Regions from separate parts of the Danio rerio genome. Here region 2 is linked to region 1. A link is a contact called in public Hi-C data. All regions are on one chromosome and are shown on one strand. The core of a region is the stretch at or near the end of the contact, and the rest is flanking DNA. Distances in the headings are between cores, read along the strand shown.

The links. Hi-C and Micro-C count contacts between places; a contact is called where the count stands out from the background.
Region 2: a Hi-C map of an unstated tissue shows a contact between it and region 1, with 1.8 times the contacts expected there. The contact joins the enhancer-like site here to the promoter of gja12.2 in region 1. A contact is called at or near these places in 2 of 18 Hi-C or Micro-C datasets (skeletal muscle and an unstated tissue).

Annotation. Positions count from the first base shown.
Region 1 is chr20:44,026,838-44,031,317 of GRCz12tu, reverse strand. gja12.2 (gap junction protein alpha 12.2) reads right to left here and starts at 2,336. Exons shown (of 2, transcript XM_005170194.6): 1 at 2,233-2,336.
Region 2 is chr20:44,089,958-44,094,437 of GRCz12tu, reverse strand. All of the region lies in intron 22 of tbc1d32 (TBC1 domain family, member 32), which reads right to left. Among named protein-coding and RNA genes, the nearest start is that of tbc1d32, 31 kb to the right of the region's middle. Within about 2 kb of position 2,542, at least 4 of the 62 cell types and tissues checked have an H3K27ac peak or open chromatin away from gene starts, as enhancers often do.

The DNA of each region.
Region 1 (4,480 bases), core at 1,087-3,586:
TCCATCCATCCATCCATCCATCCATCCATCCATCCATCCATCCATCCATCCATCCATCCACAGTATATCTGTCTATCTATCTATCTATCTATCTATCTATCTATCTATCTATCTATCTATCTATCTATCTATCTATCTATCTATCTATCTATCTATCTATCTATCTATCTATCTATCTATCTATCTATCTATCTATCTACAGTATGTCACAAAAGTGAGTACACCCCTCCCATTTCTGCAAATATTTATTTATATCTTTTCATAGGACAACACTGCAGAAATGACTCTTTGACACAATGAATAGTGGTCAGTGTAAAGTGTTTATAGCAATGTAAATTTATTGTCCTCTCAAAATAACTACAAATACAGCCAATAATAGCTGAACCCCTGCCAACAAAAGTCAGTACACCCCTAAGTGAAAATGTGAAATGTCAATATTTTGTCTGGCCACCATCATTTTCCAGCACGGTTTTAATTCTCTTGGGCATGGAGTTGACCAAAGCTTCAGAGGTTGCCACTGAAATTCTCTTCCACTCCACCATCACAACATTATGGAGGTGGTGGACATTTGACAACTTGTGCTCCTCCACCTTCCTTTTCAGGATGCCCCAGAGGTGTTCTATGGGGTTTAGGTCTGGAGGCATGCTTGGCTAGTCCATCCACCTTTACCTTCAGCCTCTTTAGCAAGCCAGTGGTCATCCTGGAGGTGTGTTTGGGGGTTGTTGGTCTGAATGGTCTGGGCCACTGAGCTGCAGCACAGTTTCAGAGTGTTGGCTCCCTCGCTCTCTCTCTCTATCTATCTATCCATCCATCCATCCATCCATCCATCCATCCATCCATCCATCCATCCATCCATCCATCCATCCATCCATCCATCCATCCATCCATCCATCCATCCATCCATCCATCCATCCATCCATCCATCCATCCATCTATTATATGTGTCGTTAAAATGCATAAATACATATTTAGAAATACATCTATAAACTATAATAAAATATAGATATTTATAAGCATATATTTATATGTAAACTATATAGTAAATATTACACATGAAATGTATTTTTCATTTATTTTTAATCATAAATAAAGCTATGTATGAACAAATATTTACTGTTTTTCTCAGTCGCTTTGGTTCGTTTCTCACAACACCAGTGCATTTCTGCACAACAGTTAATGCATTTCTCAAAACAATTAGTTCAAACTGCAAAACCTAGCTGATAACCTGCAAAAGCATGTCACATGCTCAAAATGGATAGTTCATTCCTCAAAAGCAAGTATTCATGTCAATCAAATTGTAAGTATTATCAAAATGAAAAGTCCTGACACTATTGTTTATGAACAAGATAGTCAAATGGCTTGGTCATGTTTTCATTATGACAATTACTCTGTACAATATATCCAATGCAAAAAAGTCAGATTTTGGTGACACTTCCTGAAAATGCCCAAGACAGCACTATATATTATTAGCACAGCCATTTGAAAACTACAGTAAAGTTAGACATCACTGCATTTAGTGAGGTATTTGAGTACAAGACACTGAATCTGTATGTTTCCCATTTTTACTGCATTTGCTCTTTGCAATTCTAAGTTATTCACAGCGTTGTGCAAAAGAATTAACACACCCTTATTTACAACAAACATAAACTTCCTTTGGGTTGAGCTGTGCACAACTGTAAACAATATTGCAGAACATATTGGAACTGAACCTACAATATACATAGGTCTGTAAATCATTCATGAAACTGTTCAATTTTTAAGACATTTTCAGGAAAATAAATATTTACATTTTTTTATAAAATATGCTGGAAAGATTTTGACAACTAGTTCAACATTGTTTTATGTAATGACTCAAGTAATGAAATGAGGACTATTAGTTTTATATGAAATGACTATTCAGCATTTACAGGTTTAGTTAATTTTAACTGACATGACATAAGCAGATGATAATGTTATAAACAGCAGAGAGTTGTATGAAAGCAATTGATGCTTGTCCAAAAGCATCTGCAGTGTGTTGGAAGGAATGAGAAACTGCTACTAGGATGTGCACAAATGACTAATTGTTTTGAGAAATGCATGAGCTGTTATGCAAATGTAAATAGTGTTGTGAGAAATGCATCAAAGCGACTGAGAAAAACTGTAATATCCATTCTTTAAATAAAAAGACATACAAATAAGCATTATTACTGTGTTTTGTTTACGTTTATTGAAAAACTGAAAAAAAAACCTTACCTTATGATGACAAATAGTAAAAACTGCAAAACTTTGTCTTTAATAGGGTGCAAGTGAAAAGATCTTCACTCTTCATGATCTGATGTCCAACAGGTTTTGTAATTTTTATAAGTGTAGCTTTCATTTAGTGTCCACCCACAAAAAAAAAAAAAGAACACTTTGGAAGACTTTTAGTCATTTAGCACGTACTCACACACAAACACACAAACACACACACACACACACACACACACACACACACACACACACACACACACACACACACACACACACACACACACACACACACACACACACACACACACACAGATTTACATCACTCCAGAATTTACATTGTCCAGCATTGACCCAAGATGTTGCAATGAAACCACAAAAAAAAAAAAAAAAAAAAAGAGTTAAAAGTCACCACCCACATGGTCACAAGAAAAGTGATGAAACAATGGTTTCCATAGACAGCACTTTTTGAAGTCACGCAAACACAATGCTAAACAGGAAAGATCTGATAGACTGAATTTCAAACATGTTTGTTTATTTTATGCTGGATTACTGTTATTATTATAATCATTTGTACAGATTAATACAATAATATTTCAATATAACATTTGTGTAATATTTATCTATACAATATATATGTCTGATTATATATGAACAAAGCATGTGGTCAAAATGATAAATAAAAATACAACTTCCTCCAACAAATATGTAAATATGCATGTTCACATTGAGACTCTGTATCAAACTTAAGAGCATGGGGCTTTCTCATACTCTGTGCCTACAGTATATAGACTGCATTACCCATAAGCATCAGAAATGCCCCTTCTCTGGACTGTTTTAAGAAACTTCTTAAGACTCATTTGTTTAGCATTACTTTAAATCTATAATGATCATCTTGTCAACTTATTCCTTGCATTTTTATTGTTTATATATTTTTGTAATGTTTTACTGTTTTCTTCAATCTTTTCACGATAGCATGAACCACACTACACTTTGAGCTAGACTTTCTTGTAGGGAGGAAGGGGATTGTAAGAGAACAGTGGGATGAAGGGGAAGGGAAGAAAGAGGATGAACAGTGAACAGGTTGATCGGGTGTCCTACGATGATGCCCAGAGACTCAGAGTGGGGGTACCGTCTCTGTAATATTTTGGTAGAGTGATTGGACCCCCTGATTCAACCTAGGAGTTAAAAGAGTGTTGTTGTGAATCGAAAATGAAAAAATAGAGGGAGGGAGGGTGGGTTCGAAAGAAGGAGAAGAACAGTGCTAAAGGGCTGGTCTGCCTTAAATAAGTTTTATCGAGTAGGTGAATGGTTATGGAGACAAAAAGTGGTGTGGTTCCACCGCAGAACCTTCATTAACAAGTTAACTAAATTTACCTTCACCCTTCCAGCTGCAACCTATCACTGGGAAACACCCATACACTCTAATTCACACTCATACACTATGTACAATTACTGTAGCTACAGCGCATGTATTTGGACTTTGGGGGAAACCGGAGCACTCAGAGGAAACCCACGTGGGGAGAACATGCAAACTCCACACAGAAATGCCAACTGACCCAGTCGGGGCTTGAAACAGTGACCTTTTTGCTGTGAGGCGATCGTGCTACCCATTACGCCACCGTGACCTCCTATTATTATTATTATTATTATTATGTTAACATGCACGTCTGTTAACTTATACCCTTACACCACGGCCATTTCCTACACTTTCCACCATAATTAAGGTAGAAAATTGGATAACATGATTTTTTTTCTTGGATTTTTATAAAGTTAACAAAATATAGTTGTTCTCACACGTACCAAATGATACAATGTGGGCACCCCAAATAAGCATTTGACCTAAAGGTATAGTTCACCCAAAAACTGGCATTCTGTCATCATTTACCCATCCTTCACTTATTTTAAACGTGTTTGAATTTCTTTAATCTGTTGAACACAAAAGAAGATATTTTGAAGAATGCTAAAAACCTGTAACCATTGACTTCCACAGTATTTGTTTTTCCTACTATGCATGGTCACAGGTTTTCAGCTTTCTTCAAAATATGTTCTTTTGTTTTCAAAAGAAGAAAGTAACTCATAATGGTTTATAACCACTTAAATATTAAATACATTTTCATTTTTGGGTGAACTACCCCTTTACGTATAGATTTTATGACACAAACCATTAAAATAAAACAATTGTCACATTTTGCGCACATGTGTGTATGTTTAGTATGCATGGTAACAGTAAATGGGTTATAGGGATTTGTGT
Region 2 (4,480 bases), core at 1,293-3,792, 63 kb before region 1:
GTTTCTCCTTCCTACAGAACATGTAAGTGTGATTAAAATTGTTGCCTTATTTTCTGTAGTTTATTACTATTTTATCTATAATAGATTATTGTTTGTAATGTACCTCTCAGGTTAAAACTGTATGGGGCTATTAACATATTCTTTCCAAAACCACATTGAAATCGCAAAACATACTTCTTCCTTTATTGATTTAAATGTGTTTTGTGCTCACAATCTCCTGCTGTTTATTGCTATGGCCACCATCAGCTGTTTCTACACATGCATGGCGCGGTAAATTTTCAAAATAGGGTAACATTGTCAGCATTAATCCAATGTGTGGATTAAAATTGAATGTGTCATTGTTATTACTTGTGGATAGGTTAAGAGTAGAGTAATATGATTGTGTTTAACTGCATTGCTTTAATGCATTCCTGCATTCTCACATATGCTGTGCTACTTCATGATCGTGATGGGCGTTTCTCCCCGTCCACCGCTGATCGCAGTCGACCAATCACAACAGACTGGGTCATCAGACCGATTACCACAGATTAGCCTCACGCAAAGGAGGGGATGGGAACAAATGAGTTGCTAAACAAATATATGGTAGTCGTTGGGATAATTGGGTAAAAAAAAAATGCATATTAATTATTATTATTTATTAAATAAGGCAATGAAAGTTTTTATTTATTTATTTATTTTTTAACCTTTTATGCATATCAGCATGTTGTTGGAAACCCCCAAAACCAAAATATGACCTTTTATAATGTATACTGTTATAAGGGCTTTTTAATTACTTGTGTTTTTATTAATGTTAATATATATCTCACAGCAGTAAAATCCATAATGACATCTGCCATTAATCAATAGTGAAAAATCACATTAGTAAGTATTGGTTTATGAATTCTGCTCAATGACACATTAACAGAAAAAAAACTATATATATATATGTTGGAAGAGTAATAAATCATGAAATCCCAAAGACATTCTGTATGTATAGTGACACATATCAGTTTTCGAAACATACAAGGTAGTGAAATGCTGGATGGTGAGGTGACAGATTTTGCAATCTAATGGTTTCAAACGATGGGATTCAATGCAGCTGAGCAAAGCTGATTGTCAAGGATTTTCAATGCAGCCTTTAAAAGGCACTGTCTGTGACGAAGGTTGAATCAGTGCAGCATCAGTGCTTCATTTGCAGTTAAAGACCAAGAGATTATCTTACACAAACATGCACTATCATCCAACAGCATCCTATTTTGTATTTTTATACTATGCGTTAAAAGTATATCCTTTTAAATATTTAGTACAATGTAATACGTGACACACTGACAACACTTTGACCTGTTCTAGCTTGAAAATGCAGAAACACCCTTTGTAAAAAGATGTAAGGAATACAAAGTGTGTGTTGAAAGCAATCAATTTATAAAATGTCATTTTTTTCTCTCATTAATATCCACTCATGGCTCATTAGTAGGCCTTACCTACTTGGTTATGTCTAAAACTCAATTGAATTTGTTCTTGATCATTAGACTTGATGTTTTAGTAGCTTCCATCTGTAACTAGTTACCTTGAAACGTGCCTTCACCCAAAACCAGTGGCTGTGAAGTCAGCGGCCTTAGCTTTCAGATGCTGCTAATGGACTGCGACTCTGATCACAAGGATGCGTGGGCTATCCAAAGCATAATAAATGTCAGATGCTTGGACGCTGATAATCTTAACAGCACTCAGCTCATCAAAGTCAGAGCATAGCCAGATGTATTTACTGTGGGCTGTTGAAAGATTCGGTGATGCAACACAAAGGGTAAAAGATGTTAGATTAGATTTGCAATAATAAGACTAGATTTTGGCAATCTATTTAGAAGTGAGAAACAAGTCAGCTATGGCGATAAGCCTTCTGTGTGTGACAGCTAAAATGACTCAATAAAAGTAAAGAACATGTAACTATTTAATTAAAAATGCCTACTGCTACATACTGATTTTTAAGTATACAGATTAAATGCATAACTAACAATCCTGATTAAATACATTTATTTTTTAATATAGCGCAAAGCCTTAAACCTGACACAAGAGGGCAATTTATACATACTCTAGAAGTCTGTAATGCTGCAAGTAGAAATAAATACTTGAGCTGAAGGACTTCAAAACACACCCAGAGTGACAGAAGGCATAAATTGCATGCTGTTTCGCAAAACAGACCATTCCATGTAAACACAGGAGTGTGAGATTTGTTTATACAGCACTTAAGTCTTCGGAGAGTCGTGGTTTTGTCATATCCTACAGGCCCACACCCAGGAACTCTTATTACTTTACACTCCTGTTCACCTCTTGAACCTTGCCATCCCAAAAGCCAGACATTTATAAAGGAGTCATTTATATCAAATCACAGATGTGCTGCACCTACAGGGTGGGTTTTGTTTTGCTACTTAAAAAAAAAAAATACATATATATATATATTTCAGCTATTTAAACCTACTAATGGAAAGCAAGTTTAACAGTTACCTTAAGAGTTGTTATCTTATGTAACTAGGCAATAATTCAAAAGAATGAACCTTGACTCATTTCAGCGTATTGATTTTTTTATTTATTTTTTGGCCAAGCTTTTGTAAACTGTGTAGATCAAACAATGTTTCTCGGAGTAGGATGGTCAATTCTAGTGTATGTGGGCAGGTAATAGGCTTGTGTGATTTTATATTATTATATGATATTATTATTTAGTGACTTAAAGCAGTTCATATCTTCTTTGGAAAGCAAAAGACTTATTGTCACCTTAGAATTATAAGGTTCTATCTGACATTTCAATTCTGTACAGGTAATTTCTATAGGAAAACATGTGATTGTAAATATCAAGTGGGGGCAAAACATTTATCCACGGTGATTTTGCAATGATTGTTTACATTGAATTCATCAGAAAGAACCTTGTTTGGAAATGACTCCTGTGCTTTTTACATCGATTCAGTATACAACAGACATACTGTCTCCAAAAGTTTGCATATTTGACTACATCTTCATCTAGGGAGCAGCTCTTTTTGATATACAACCACCCATTAACTGCATACCATCATACAGTATTAAAGTCCTTAACACAGTAGCAGCTGCATTGCAATGCCATGAAAATTTTTTATAAATCTTCACATTATCATGGTACTAGTACCTCCTCTTCTCCTTATTAATCTCCATAGATATATACACTATATATTACATACGGACTCTGAGTATGCTTCAAAAGTGCCACCACATTTGTACAGTGCTCCCAGGACAAAAGTCATTCAACCACACTAGTCAAGACCAAAGACTATGTGAAGATGCTGGACTTTAGTGCTGTATATGGGTGTAGTAATGAGCAAACAAATAAAACAAAGCATAAGGGCAGAACATTTCATAGCCAAGATTTTTACTTTTACATTTGTGTATGTTACGAAGTTTTGCACTCAACAAGTAACGTTATTTATGAAAATGCATTCTCTTACTGCACTGACCATAAGGCAAAGTAGCACCAACTTGCACTAAATACTAGGCTTATACTACTTTTGTTAAATAAAATCAGCAAACAACGTAAAAGAAATATGACAACAAGATGCTACGCAGCCAGAAACTTATATTATTGTTGGCTAAGTGAACGACTCGTTCATAATGGAGATTCTTTACCAAACAAATCACTCCCTCCATTAGAATTAGAAGTGAAAGAAGAAGAGGGGGTGTGTTTCAGGACACGGATTAGATCAAATTTAACAGGAAGGGGGATAATACATTTCCATGCACACAAACAATACCCGTGCAATCAATTATCCATCGATGTAGAAGAGTGATGTAAAATTATAATTTTCGTAATTTAAAAAAATATTTGTATACTGATTACCGGGAAAACTCCAGATCATAGATATATATGTGTATATATCTCTGGCTCTGGATGGCCAGTCCTCCACTGCAGCTTGGTCCCACATTCTTTTCAAAGGAGCGCTACCCTGTACAAAAATGGCGGCTCTATTGACGTTTTCCTTCCAATAGACAACAGGGTAGGCGACATCTAATGTAAATATCTATGAATAATCTCTGTCTGATCTCACTCCACTAGCAACTAATTATGGCCAAAATCCAATTCAAAGTCTTTAAAGACTACCACTAGAAAATCTCCTTTCTAACTTAAACCACTACTACAAATGTATGCTCCCTCCTGCCAGCTCAGGTCACTAAATCAGTGACAATTTACTGTTCCTACACAACAAGGCAAAACATCACTCACTAAAACCTTTACCCTTTCTGGTGGAATTAGATGTCAACTTCCAAGAAAACTGCTGAAGTCATCATATCTTCTGAGAAGCAACTGAAAACACACTTCTTTCAAACTCTCAAAACAATGCACATGCACGCACACACACACTAGGGCTGAACAGTTTATAGTTTGAGAATCGATATTGCAGAGTATGTCATAATGAGGAATTAGATTATTTATTAAATATTAAAATATAACAATATTAATAAGTATTATAGGTTTTAAACTATT